Regions from separate parts of the Mus musculus genome. Here regions 1 and 2 are each linked to region 3. The links are chromatin contacts, called in public Hi-C and HiChIP or PLAC-seq maps. All regions are on one chromosome and are shown on one strand. Each heading gives the region's core, a stretch centred on a gene start, on an enhancer-like site or on the middle of the called end of the contact. The rest is flanking DNA. Distances are from core to core; before and after follow the strand shown.

Region 1 (4,474 bases), core at 1,359-3,858, 390 kb before region 3:
TTGAAATCATGATCCCTCCTGATTTTACCTCCCAAGGGTTGGGATTATAGGCACACACCACAACACCCCCTTCTTTCGTTTGTTGTTTATGTTGGCTGACCCTCAGGAGGGTCAGGATGAATCAAGCACTAGTTATTTTTTAGTGGGACAGGTCATTTGAAGGGAGTCCCCTTCCCCATTCAGGCAACAAACTTTCAATTCTGGCCACAGTCAGTATCAGCCAGCAGGTGGCGCTCTGACAGATGCTCGGCTGTTGCGGTTGGAATTCATGCAGTGGTACCTCGTGAGCCCACCTAAATTTTGACCCTTGCTGACCTCCACGAGTCTGGTTGCATGACTGCAGAATGACGCAGGGCCACGAATCTGACTGATCACGGACTCAGTCATTCTTTTAAGTACCAGAAACATGCAGATGGACGTGTCACATTTTCCGTGTTCTCCGTGCCCTCAGCTCCTGCCTGCGCTTCCCTAGAGAGAGCAGGTGCCCACTCGCTGCAAGTGGCTGAATTCTGTCATCTCACCGTGTTACACACTCCCCCTCCACCTGCCTCCTTGCGGTCTCTCTTTCTGGAAAATTCTCATTGGAGGTTGACTAACAGACTTTAATTCCATAACCTCCCTCAAGCCCTCCTGACTTCACAGGTATTAAGTAGCTTCCTCTCCCCTTCCTCAAGGGCTGTCCAGACTGTGGGAGATGCCCTCACTACATTGGCCCACAACTCACAGACATGGCAATATTGCCTCCTGCCTAGCTTTCCCAGTGCTGGGATTGCAGGCGTGAGCTATCACGTCTGAGGTCAGAAGATGGCTGGAATGTTCCTTGTGTCTCACCATCTGCTTGCCCTGTCCTGTCCTTGAACTTCCTCTGAGCTCCACAGCATGAAAAATTAGCTCCTCGGGATCTGCCCAGCTTCCCAGAGGCTGCAGGAACATCTCAGACTCCACCCACCTCAATTTAGCAGGCAGAGTGTACTGGAGTAAAATGCCTTCCTCAGCCAGCCCAGGGATGGGGGCACCAACAGGGGCAGTGGGCGGCCATCATTGAAGGGCTCTCTAACAGGCCCAATCATGGCAAACATGGCGCTGTCTGCTTTGGCCCTTCCCTCTGCCTTGCTAAACCACGAGATTACATTCCTAAAGCTTGCCCCCAAGGTCTATTCCCTTATTTAGCCACCTATTCATTCTTGAGACTAAACACCAAGGCCCAGCTATCAACATTCATTTTTTGCCTACACCAGCTAAGCTGTCCAATCAGGTCTTAGCACAGACTTCCCCTTCCCTCATTAAAAACTATTTCTGCAGACACACCTGCTACTGCCGTGGTCTGATCCAGAGGCGGCACGCCCCTTGCTTGTCCCTCTGGGGTAATAAACTTCCTTTGTGCTGAGAATTTGGTGTCTGGGTGTGTTCCCTAGCGACTCTAACACACACACACACACACACACACAATCACAAGATGAGGTCTGTGATGGGGTCCTCACAGGGTCTGAGGATAGCTGTGGAGTGCGGTCTTCCTAAAGGAGGCACTAGTTCCCTGGGGGGACTGGACAGGGCTTTCCCACCATGGAGACGGAGTGAGTTAGGGCGAGTCCCACCCCCAGTGCTGTGGCCGAGCCTCAGGAATTTCCCAAAGGGAGAATGGCTAGTGGGGAAACGAGTGGAATAATTTGGGAAGGGAAGCTCTGGGCGAGAGGAAGGTAATGTCTCTAAGAACTCTTAGGAAGAAAGGCCCAATGGAACAGAGCGGGTGAGCGTGAAGCGTTCAGGTGGAGTGGGTCATGCACTCAGGTAGCTGAGGCAGGAGAATTGCTGTAAGTCTGAGGTCAACCTGAGCTACATAATGAGTTCCACACCGGGTTATAGATTTAGAGTCTGTTTAAGTGTGCGCGCACACACCAAAACAAAATAAGACTTATGGAGGATCAGGAAGTAGGCAGGAGACAAAGAATCCTAAAATTCTCTGTGCTTACCTTTCCATGAGGGAAATGGTGCTGGTCTACAGTGCGCATGTGCTGAGCGCAGCCCGGCGCTCACTTCCCTCCCTGATGGAGCACAGGAGGACGGCCCTGGGCCAGAGCCCTGGCTCCTTTGTGGTTTGCTTTTGTTTGCAGCACTGGGAATTGAACCCACGACCTCACGCACACGGAGGCAGGTGTTCTGCCACTGTGCTTTCTCTGCTTGGAAAGACTACATTGGCTGGCATCTTTGGGGGCCAGGCAGACTCCTTACCATCGGTGTGAACCTGTCAGAAACCCTGGTAACCTGAATATAAAAAGGGTCGTTGATTGATTTGGGCTCCTCTTAAGGATGAACACAGCAGAGGAGGCGAGATTTAGCGGCTGTTCTGACTGGTTAGGCTCCCTTCTCTCCCTCTCCTCCCCAACGCAGGAGAAACTGTGGAGTAGGTGTGGCTCTCCTTGGCTCCTGAAGTCCCAGGGAGGCAAGTCTGAGTCTCACAGCCTTATTCCATCCCCCCCCCCCCACCTGTGACTGCTTTCTAGAGATTCCAGCACCTTCTGAGTCTCGACTGTATTAGTTACTAGAGTTAGGGCACAGACTATTCCACACTGTGCACAGAGGACGGTGGCACATGGCTTCTCTGACTCAGCATGACTCCAGGAGTGCCACAGCTGCGTGCCTGCAACTCATGATCTCTCAGAGTTGTGATCAGATGTGAGTCAGATCTGCTGCTGCCTGAAGATTTGAGGGTCTCCTCAGAGGACTGTCCACTCCCAGGGTTGGCAGCTTGATGCTGAGCAGGTGGCCTCAATTCCTGGCTTCATGGTCAGGTGTTGTAGCTTGTGCGTCCTCACAAAACGCCTGGCTTCCCTGAAAGGCAGTTGCCCCAGGCGGGGAGGTCGAAGCCCCAGTCTCCTTCATAGTTTAACCCTGACTATCACAAGCCTTCACTCCTGCTGTATCTTTTTGGCCAACCACTTCATTGCTATTTAGTGGGAAGGACATGTCAAGGGGTTACTGGAACTTTCTTGCATCCTGGCAGCCATGCTAGCTTTTATGTAAATCATTAGGAATGAGAGAGAAGCTCATAGACCTTCTAGAACCATCTGAGTGCTCTGAGCCATGTCTGCTTCCAGCTTGGGACTCTGAAGAGGGATGAAGCTGCCAACCGCCAGTGACTCTCTTCTTCCTGTCCCCTATCCCCCCAGTCTTTACTTCTTGTAAAAGTATCCCTTTTACTCAGGCAGTGAGTTCCAACTACCACCCAGGTGTGGCAGCTGTTCAGCAAAGCCATTGACTCACTAACTGTTCTGGGCTCTCTCTGCTGGCCTGCTACAGTTCATCTGGAGGCCAGTGACAGGGGTCAAGTCACCTGAAGGAGGGGTGACAGAGTGTGTCACAAGAAGCTGAAGAGCCAAGATTCAGGAAGGGTGGGGACCTTGACAGCTGGGGTCCATGGTACTACAGACTCAGGCTGCAGTTGTAGCTCAGTCAGCAGAGAGCTTGCCTTCAAGCAGTGAGGACCTGAGTTCAATACCCAGAATCTGTGTGTCCTAGTTAGCGTTTCCATGACTGTGAAGAGACACTATGACCAAGGCAACTCTTATAAGAACGTTTAACTGGGGCTGGCTTACAGGTTCAGAGGGTCAGTCCATTAACATCAAGGTGGGAGCATGGCAGCATCCAGGCAGACATGGTGCTGCAGGAGCCAAGAGTTCTACATCTTGGTCTGAAGGCAAATAGGAGAAAGACTGGCTTGCAGGCAGCTAGGAAGAGGGTCTTAAAGTCCACTCCCATAGAGACACACTTTCTCCAACAAGGCCATACCTCCTAAGAGTGCCCCTCCCTGGGCCAAGCATATTCAAACCACCATACTGTGTTCAGAAGGAAAGGAGGCCAGGCTTAACGGTGGGCACTTGTAACCCCAGTGCTGGAGAGGTGGGGACAGCTGGATCCCAAGGGCTTTCTGGTGAGCCAGCCTAGCTCTTGGCAAACTTCATGAGAGACCCTGTCCAAAAAAAAAGGTGGACATCTCCTGAGGAATGACACCTGCTGTAAGGTTTTTCTCTGGTCTCTCCGTGCACACCTATACACATGTCCAAGTGTCCACCCCCATATGTCCACCCGCACACACATGAATACACCAGCACACACATATACATACTACACGAACACACTCGAGACACCTCACACCTCACCACTGCTCCAGTTTACTGGTAAAAAGAATCAGATTGGTCCAGCTGAGCCAGATGACTACATCCACAATGGCCAGGGAAGAGGTGGAGCTATAGCCATGATGCTGTAAGGTGGGCGGGACCTAGGACAGGTGATGTTGCCGAGGTAGCTGTTCAGACAGGAACTTTTTGCCTGCTTGCTTTCACTCTCCCTGGCAAGTCCAAGTCCTTCACACACATATTCATATAAATATTCTATGAGTTCTGTTCTAAAGAACCCTGGCTAATACAAAGGGAATGAATGTTGGTTGTCCCTGACCCCAGAGAGTAATTTGCTGCAA
Region 2 (4,273 bases), core at 1,583-4,082, 330 kb before region 3:
ATTTAAATCCCACAAAACCCATGGAGTATAAGAATGCTCAAAGCAGCTTTCTTCATAATTGTCAAAAAAAAGGAAAGCCACTCAATGCTTATCAACAGGAGAATGAGCCAACTGCAGTGCGACCATACATACAGTGACCATACATACATAAGGCCAGCAATAGAAAAGAACAAACTAGCCGGGCGTGGTGGCACACGCCTTTAATCCCAGCACTTGGGAGGCAGAGGCAGGCAGATTTCTGAGTTCGAGGCCAGCCTGGTCTACAAAGTGAGCTCCAGGACAGCCAGGGCTATACAGAGAAACCCTGTCTCGAAAAAACAAAAAACAAACAAACAAACAAACAAACAAACAAAAACAAAGAAAAGAAAAAAAAAAAGAAAAGAAAAGAACAAACTTCTGGTAGACATGACAACAAAGAGGAATCTCACAAATATACAAATATGCTCAGCAGGAGGTCAAACACAGGAGTCCCTATTATTCTTTTTTTTTTTTTTGGTTTTTGAGACATCTGTGTAGCCCTGGCTGTCCTGGAACTTACTTTGTAGACCAGGCTGGCCTCAAACTCAGAAATCCGCCTGCCTCTGCCTCCCAAGTGCCATTCAAAGACAGATGAAACGGCAGGAGTGGTGGCAGATGCCTGTAATCACAGCATGTGGGAGAAAGAGGCAGGCGATGCGGAGTTCAAGACCATCCCCACTAGTTAGGAGGCCAGCTTGGGTTACATGTGACCATCTCCAAAAAAAGAAAAAAAAACCATATAAAACTAACCAAGATGATAGATGTCAGAATAGTGGTTACTCCAGGGGCACAGGGGACTATAGACCAGAGCCCACAGGAATCCAGAATGCACAAAGATGTCCTGTATCTTCTTCTGGGTAGTTCATGTGAACTCACACATTGTAAATGGCACATTTAAGGATTACATGCAAAACACACACATAAAGATTATGCATATTTGTTACAGTGTATAGGCAAGTTACCTCACAATTAAATACATGGGAGGGTGCTAAAAAAACACCCATGCAGTCAGGTTATCTACCTACAGTCACAGAGCTGGCACACAGTAGAGTTGGTACTTAAATTAGGCCTTCAGGGCTGACCCCTGAGACCGGCTGCAGAGAAGGATGCCTTGAACCCCCACCGGCAGAGCCGCCCCAGCTCTCCACAGGCAGCTTATTCCTCAGTTCTAATGTGGGACCCACTTGCTCCTCCTGCCAGACATTAGCACTGTGGTTCAGCCACTCCCGGAAACTAGACTTGCCAGAAGCCTCAGCACACCGACAGCTGCCGTTTTGCCAGTGAGGCCAAAACAGGATCAAAAGCCAGGCCCACAACTAAAGCTGAGATTCTGCTGGGAGCTATGGCAGGGTGAAAGCTAGCTGGGACAGGATGGGACAGGGTGCCCAGCCACACCCTACATTCACAACAGACCCTGGTCTACAACGTGAAGAGCCAGGCCACACAAGACATAAGCAGCTCAGAGGACCCACCAGCCTGGCCTCTGGCCTACAAGGCCTGCCACTCCCATGAGGACGGCACCTGTTAACCCAGAAAGGCTACATTCTGCCAGCCAGTCTTGCACACCTCCTGGTATGGCAAGACGTATGGAGGACTCAGCCGTTTAGTTTACAGCAGCTTCCATCCTGTTTGGCATTCTCAGCCCAGACTATGCTTCCCTCCTCTCCCTCTCCTCGTCCCCATCTCTGAAGGAGCCACCGCCTGCTGCTTGGAGGCAGCTATTTCCTCTCTACTCTTCCCACAACTCCTACACAATCCCTGTCCCAAACCATTTCCTGCAGCTTCCCATCTGATCAGTTTCTTAGGAAGCTAATTATCCACAGAGGGAGGAGGCGGGAATCGCTCAGAGCCAAGAACATGGAGAGAAAACTTCATCTCCACTCCGCGCCTTCCAGGACAACTGTGGTGTAACACTGACCCACCGTGCTCGTCCCCACCTAAGACGCCTGCGGTTCCCCATCCACACAGACCTGTCTTCTACACCGACTCTGAGGCCACTCAGAATCAGTTCTAACCCCAGTGCAGACCTGTTGCCAACACACTCTAAGGAGCAACATCACAAAGGCCCATGTACCACCAGGACCCATAGTACTGCCCCCTGCCTCATGACAAGCACTTGTGTGTTAGCTGTCATAGCTATATCTCCTACCACATCTGCCCAAGCACGGTAGGTGCTCAGCGGCAAGCTGAAAAGGTGGAACTCCAGAGCAAACCTAGCTCCCTCTGCAGAAGAGCCAGGAATGGAGGGAAGACAGTCATTTACTGTTAGCACAGAAAGGCCTAGCTAGGGTCAAACAGTTGAGCCCAACCCCAGTTTTGCCACCACCCTGCTGCCCTTGAGCAAGTCACTTCCGCCCTGGCCTTCTGCTTCCTCCTGTGTAAGATGGGAGAGCAGGCCAGGTCCTGTCTACAGTTTCCCAGAGTCCTTCTTGCTGGGTGCTCTTTGTATGCTCATTTCACCTCCCCAGCTCTGCGCAGGAGGTCCACGTAGCTGAGAATGAAGGAGCCGACTTCTCTCTCTCCCATTGCACTCACGGGATTCTAGACTTAGTCTAGAATCTCCAAAGGCTCTGAAATCTGACTTGCTCCTTACATGGTCTGACCACAGGCTACGAGCAGAGCTGGTGTAGGAGGAGAGATGATCAGGTCCTAGCGCTCTGAGGTGCCATGCCCTCCTTCAGGACCTGTCTACTGACTGGCCTGAATCTGAGCACAGCCCCTCCCCCTTAGAGGCTCTCCTAGGCTGGTACTCCAACAGCAATGGTGTGGCAAGAGCTGCTTTGCTGGGGAGCTCTGATCTACTGTCTCTCAGTCCCAGGCTGAGGGACAGATAAGCAGAAATCTGCTTTGCGCAGATGCCTCTGCAGCTAGCTCAGTCTTAAACATCTCCCTAATACCCCAGTGCAGGTCAGACCATGTCACCCTGCTCCTGATGGGACCACACAACACTTAGTACTGACTCTAGCAGCCAACCCAAGACCCAGCAGAGGTCTGGCCCTGTCTCCTCCACTCTCTCTTCACACTTCTCTAATCACACTCTCTTCAGGACCCTGGTCTTTGAAGAGCGGACTGCTTCTTTCCTGTCACTCAGCTGCCTCCTTGGAGAGCCTTCAGACCTATGTTTATTTCCTTTATACACATACTCCTGTCTGACATTGTTGGATTTACTGTTCAACACTCCATACTTGGATGTGAGCCCTTTGACACCAAATCCTCTTCTGCCTTGATGCTGGCTGCATCCTAAGGAAACGGACACAAAGAGGATGGAACTGGCTGGGAAGGTTTGTACTGACATTAACTAGCCTGGGTGATCAGGAAGGCCACTCTGGGGACATGTGACTTGAAGGAAAATGCTAGTTTGAGGCGGTATACAGACGGTGTTCTAGGTTAGGGGACAAGCAGACACTACAGTCTCAGGGGGAAGCGGGCTGGCAAGGGAAACAGGACATGACATTGAGAATGGTATAAGCTATAGCTCTGAGATTGTGTCTCAAGTTCAAAAGGAAGCATCAAAAAGAGCTTCAGCAGGGAACACCATGTTCCGGTTTACATCCTACAAACTCCTCGCTGCTCTATGGTCACCTCATTACAGCCAGCGCTGGGGGCCAGAGTCACCACAGGGTGCTCAGGCAGGGACAGAGAGACTAGGTGTGGAAGGAATGAAGAGCAGCCCGTGACCTAGGCTACAGTCCCCACAGGCTGGAGCTCCAGCTGCTCAGCAACCCAGTGTAACCCAACCTACTTAATAATGTCGCTTCCCGCTATGCCAGCGCAGATTCTTTCAGCTGGGCGTCTACTCATGTCAGCAGCTCAGTCTTGGCCAGTGTCCCAGGCCTCCTGATTTGATGCCTCTTTCCTACGGGATCTGCTCACTGGTCTTCCCAGCCACATCTCTTCCCTCTCTAGAGGCTTCCCATGTGCAGCAATCTCCAAGTTACCCAGTGTCGGTTTCCTGAGATAGTTATAAGCCGGCTAAAGGCAAACACTGCAGCATGCTCGGCTCAGGGTCATCGTGAAATGGACAACCATGCACTAAGTGGAATCCTCAGCACAAGACCAGGAACTGGCGAGAGCAGTCACGGCGGCTCCCTAGCCTGGTCCAGGGCAACACACGTCATAGACTCTCACCAACCCTGACAATGGCTTCTGCTTTCCCTGCTGGCTGTTTGGTGGAAGGATTGGCACTGTCCCAGTGGGTTTCAAAAGCAAAGGGCAATCTGGACTGGTGGCTTACTCATGAACACAGCAGTCAGTA
Region 3 (4,168 bases), core at 801-3,300:
CTCCTGCCTCTCTGCCTGTGCTGAAGACACAAGCATGTACCACTCCACCCAGTGAGCCAGCTGGCACTGCTGTTCTTGAAGAGAGAGCACCTTCAGAGTGTGGAGGCAGCCAGGCAAGGGTATGCATTTGGGAGGCAGAGGCAGAGGCAGGTGGCTCTCTGAGTTACAGCTGAGCTTGGTCTACAGTTCTAGGACAGCCAGGGCTACACAGTAAGAGCCTGCCTCAGAGCACAACTCTAGGAAGTGGCTTGACCTGGCTTTTGGAGATACCTACACCAGGAGTCCCTCTCCTTCCTCACTGAGGGTGGGGCTGGCCAGGCCTTCCTGCCTTAGAGACCTCCCACTTGGGGCCCAAGGGCGTAATCTTGGCAGAAGAGACAAACCTCCTCTGCAGTGGCTGCTTCTGCTCCACCCACCCATGAAGACCTTTGGCCACATCCTCCCGACTGTCCACTGCTCTTTTGCAGCCTTAGGATCTGAGGGAAGCAGTTGGCTCCCTTCCCCACCACACCCCAACAGGCAGCCATTCTCTTGGCGTCTTCTCAAAGGTACCATCTAGCCCAAGTCTGTGAATGAAAAGTCAAAGGGTCCTCTGTCTGCTTGTCTGCTTCTGGGTCAGTGTCTGAGCTTGCCCACAGGGACAGCAGCTGGCTAGGAGGGGGGCCCCAACCTGCAGAGCAGAGTGCCGGGAAGCGCCAGCCCACATCCTTGATCCCCAGCCCCACCCTCCCCCACTGTGGCTGTGACCACCCCACCCCTTCCCCAGCCCTCCTCCCCTCTCACCCACCCCTAACCTCCCCTGGGGAGCCAAGCTGCCAGTCCCAGCTCTCACTTCCGGCCTCATGACCCTCTCTGCAGCCTGCGAGCACTCCCCTCCCATTTCCCTCAGCCCCCTCAGTCTGAAGGCTCCTGGATGTCCTTAAGCTCTTAGCAGTGGGAAACATGGCTGCTCTGAAACCTTCCTCAGGCCCTCTCTTCTCCACGGAGGCGTTACCTCCCAGGACTGCCAGCCCCCTTTCTCTCAGGAATTTCATGTTTCACTCTCTTGGTCTTCCCTTCCTTTTAGCCCCTAGTGCCCACCTAATTCGTAGATCTTCTAGCAAGCAGACACTTGCCCTAGATCCTAAGAAGGACCAGTCACTTGTTTTTTTTTTTTTTTTAAGATTATTTATTTATTACATGTAAGTACACTGTAGCTGTCTTCAGACACACCAGAAGAGGGAGTCAGATCTCGTTAGGGATGGTTGTGAGCCACCATGTGGTTGCTGGGATTTGAACTCTAGACCTTTGGAAGAGCAGTCGGGTGCTCTTACCTGCTGAGCCATCTCACCAGCCCCAGTCACTTGTTTTGCATTTAAATGTGAACACAGAGAGGCTTAGTCATGCCCTTAAGGACACACAGCCATGCCAATCAGCTTTGTTGTCACCTAAGTTTGGTTTTGTTGGGATCCTTTAAGTCAAATTGCTTCATCATCCAAAGATTCAGACTAGCCCTGGCCTCCTCAACTATCTCAACTACCACTTCTAATCTCTTTTCCCCCAGTTTGTTATCAAGATGCACTACCTCCCCTGACCACTAGGTGTCCCCCTGGAGCCACTGATGCCCCAAGGGGAACTGGTCCTGCCCCGCCCCCATCATCTCCCCCAACCCCAGAACAGTACAGCACTGCATACCCCACCCTACCCTATCCTCAGCCACACAGAGCTCCTTTGTACAGCCCCCGCCCACCCTCTTCCTGTCCAGAGTGGGGCACCTGGCAAGCAGGTCTGTTCCTGAACCGCCCCCTGCCAGCCCCTTGCCCCGAGTGCCAGGTGTGTAGGCGCCACTGCCAGCTCTCACTGAACCCGAGGGTCACCTCATTGGCAGCCCTCCCTTCCTCCCTCCGAGGTCACCCAGGGACTGTGCTTTCCGCCCCACTCCACCCCCATTCCCTCCTGCCCTTGGCCCTTCCAGACTCCTGTCCTTGTCTTTCCTTCTGTCTCCCAGAGGACTCCCTCTTCCAGTACCACTAGCACCTCCTCCCACCTCTCTCCCGCCCCCGCCCACATCCCTCCCCAGAGAGAGCCAGTTCGGCCACGCCCCTCACTGCCGACCAGGTCGGAAGAACTCCTCCCCCTGGAAAGTCACTGTTGAAAAGGAAGTGACTTCAGCAGTTTGGCCACAAGGCTGGGCATTGCTGAGCCCAGCGCAGCCCAAGTCCTGCCCAGCCCACCTCCAAAACACAAAGGGAGCCATGTGCACATGCCACCTCACCTTGTGCTCAGAACCCTGAGCACACACAAACCCACCCAAGGGTGTTTGAGTCTTGGTCCACTAGTACCCTGTGTGGTAGACAGCCCAGGATACCCACACCTGCATAGGATCCATAGCCAGCAGTCACCACTACAGCACACATGTGAAGCTCTTAACTATTCCCCCCACATAGGCCACTTATGTAACTCTTGCATACACAACCCTGTGCACTAAGGACAGAGAGCCCCACACACCTGCTTGCACACAGACCCAGCACAGCACATTTACAGCCTCACATCCTCCTGCAGCCCTGCCTCCCCACCCTTCCCATCCCTGGAGGCCCAACCCCCATGCAGACCTCAGGAATGCTCCTTTGGAAGTTGGGTGGGGTTTCCAGCAGGCTAAACTCTAAGGAGCTTCCTGGAGCCTGAGGCTTCATGTGTCAGTTCAGGGAGTTGCCTCTATAGGGCAGGGCAGCCCCACCTGGCCTCTGTGGCTGGGAGCCTGGGTGGGCTAAACCTGGGCCACAAGAAAGATGGGTCCTGCCATGGCCTGCCCTGCGGCCAGCTGCCGGGCATGCAATCACACCTGGACTACCATGGCCTCTCAGCTCTGTAGAGGAGTCCTGGGGAGGTCAGCTGCATATATCAGGCACGCTGGCTTCCACCTCTGCCCTGAATCCTGGTCACCGTCACAACCCATCTCTCCGCCCAGTTCTCCAGGTCATGGAGGCATAGGGAAGAGTCCTCAGGCTAGGAGGCAGGATGCTAAGGGACTCACTGTGCCACATGAGCCTCTATTCCCTTCTCTGGATAATGGGGAGTTCGAATAGGCTAGATTAATGTCTCTCTCTCTGCCTAAGCTAAGAGGCGATCTTTGTTACACTGGCTCACAGTTACCTGCGCAGGCTCTGCAGAGGCTGGACTCAGCAAGAAAGGGCTGTCTCCACCAGCATCAGCTTCTCCAGGGTAGTCTTTGCAGAGGCCTGAGCAGTGCCACTCCCCCGGTCACCTGGGACCCTCGGCACTCACTCAGCTGGCTTGGCTCTGGGGTCCAGGCCGATGGGTAGACAGTCAGGCAACCTCCCCATCTGTAGAAGCAAACACAGCACACCAAAGATAAGCATAGATGGAGCATGGACGGAGGAGTCAGGCAGAGGGCAACTGAGCCAGGTGGGCATGCTCCACAAATACCAGTCCTGATCTGACTTTACCCCACTGCAGAGGCTCAGTACCTACCTACCATCCCACCTTCTTTCTTTGAACTCTTTAAAAATGCAATGACTTGGAATGGAGAGATGGCTCTGTGGTTAAGAGCACTGGCTGCTCTTGCAGGACTCTGGTTCAACTCCCAGCAACCACATGGCAGCTAACAGCTGTCTGTAACTCCTGTTCCAGGAAATCGGACATCCTCACCCAGACATACACGCAGGCAAAGCACCAATAATACGCATGAAATAAAAATAAACGACTTTTAAAGTTACTTTTAAAAAAGACTTAATTATATTTTAAATGTTTTGCACGCCTGGTGCCCACAGATCAGAAGAGGGCGTCAGATCCCCATGGAATTGGAGTTACAAGATGGTGGTAAGCTACCCTGGAGGTACTGTGAATAGAGCCCAGATCCTTGGAAAGAGCAATAAGTGCTCTTAAGCCCTGAGCCACTTCTCCAGCCCCCAGTCCCTGTCTCTTACATCCCAGACTCCTGTTGAGAAGCAGTATCTTTGCAAGTCTAGATACTCACACGTGTGCACAAACAGCACACCAGAGAAAGTGGAGGGAACCTGGCCTTGGCTCAACTCCTTATCCTGTCTACAGCCTATATATTCTTCCCCATTTTCTCACCCCTAAAAATGAGGAGTGACATCTTATGAAGCAGAGAGACAGCTCTGGGGCTGGTAACTGTACAAGTCTGAGTCGCTGTCCCTAGAGGAAG

What was found. Hi-C and Micro-C count contacts between places; a contact is called where the count stands out from the background. HiChIP or PLAC-seq counts read pairs in DNA pulled down with a chosen protein or histone mark.
Region 1: a contact with region 3 is called in a FOXA1 HiChIP or PLAC-seq map of pancreatic cancer cells. The contact joins two enhancer-like sites. A contact is called at or near these places in 1 of 15 datasets of contacts at CTCF or cohesin (large pre-B cells), 4 of 115 datasets of contacts at active chromatin or transcription factors (embryonic stem cells and pancreatic cancer cells) and 2 of 9 other capture datasets (embryonic stem cells and liver).
Region 2: a contact with region 3 is called in a Hi-C map of bone marrow-derived macrophages, with 20 read pairs. The contact joins two enhancer-like sites. A contact is called at or near these places in 1 of 484 Hi-C or Micro-C datasets (bone marrow-derived macrophages), 1 of 115 datasets of contacts at active chromatin or transcription factors (embryonic stem cells) and 1 of 9 other capture datasets (adipose tissue).

Annotation. Positions count from the first base shown.
Region 1 is chr4:133,445,720-133,450,193 of GRCm38.p6, reverse strand. No RefSeq gene overlaps it. Among named protein-coding and RNA genes, the nearest start is that of Gm42322, 7.6 kb to the right of the region's middle. Within about 2 kb of position 2,608, at least 44 of the 459 cell types and tissues checked have an H3K27ac peak or open chromatin away from gene starts, as enhancers often do. A contact at or near this core is called in embryonic stem cells and pancreatic cancer cells, where this site is marked.
Region 2 is chr4:133,388,865-133,393,137 of GRCm38.p6, reverse strand. All of the region lies in intron 1 of Slc9a1 (solute carrier family 9 (sodium/hydrogen exchanger), member 1), which reads right to left. Among named protein-coding and RNA genes, the nearest start is that of Mir5122, 21 kb to the right of the region's middle. Within about 2 kb of position 2,832, at least 118 of the 459 cell types and tissues checked have an H3K27ac peak or open chromatin away from gene starts, as enhancers often do. A contact at or near this core is called in adipose tissue and bone marrow-derived macrophages, where this site is marked.
Region 3 is chr4:133,054,168-133,058,335 of GRCm38.p6, reverse strand. Ahdc1 (AT hook, DNA binding motif, containing 1) reads right to left here. Exons shown (of 7, transcript NM_146155.3): 3 at 3,133-3,323. Among named protein-coding and RNA genes, the nearest start is that of Gm26615, 27 kb to the left of the region's middle. Within about 2 kb of position 2,050, at least 293 of the 459 cell types and tissues checked have an H3K27ac peak or open chromatin away from gene starts, as enhancers often do. A contact at or near this core is called in adipose tissue, bone marrow-derived macrophages, embryonic stem cells and 1 more, where this site is marked.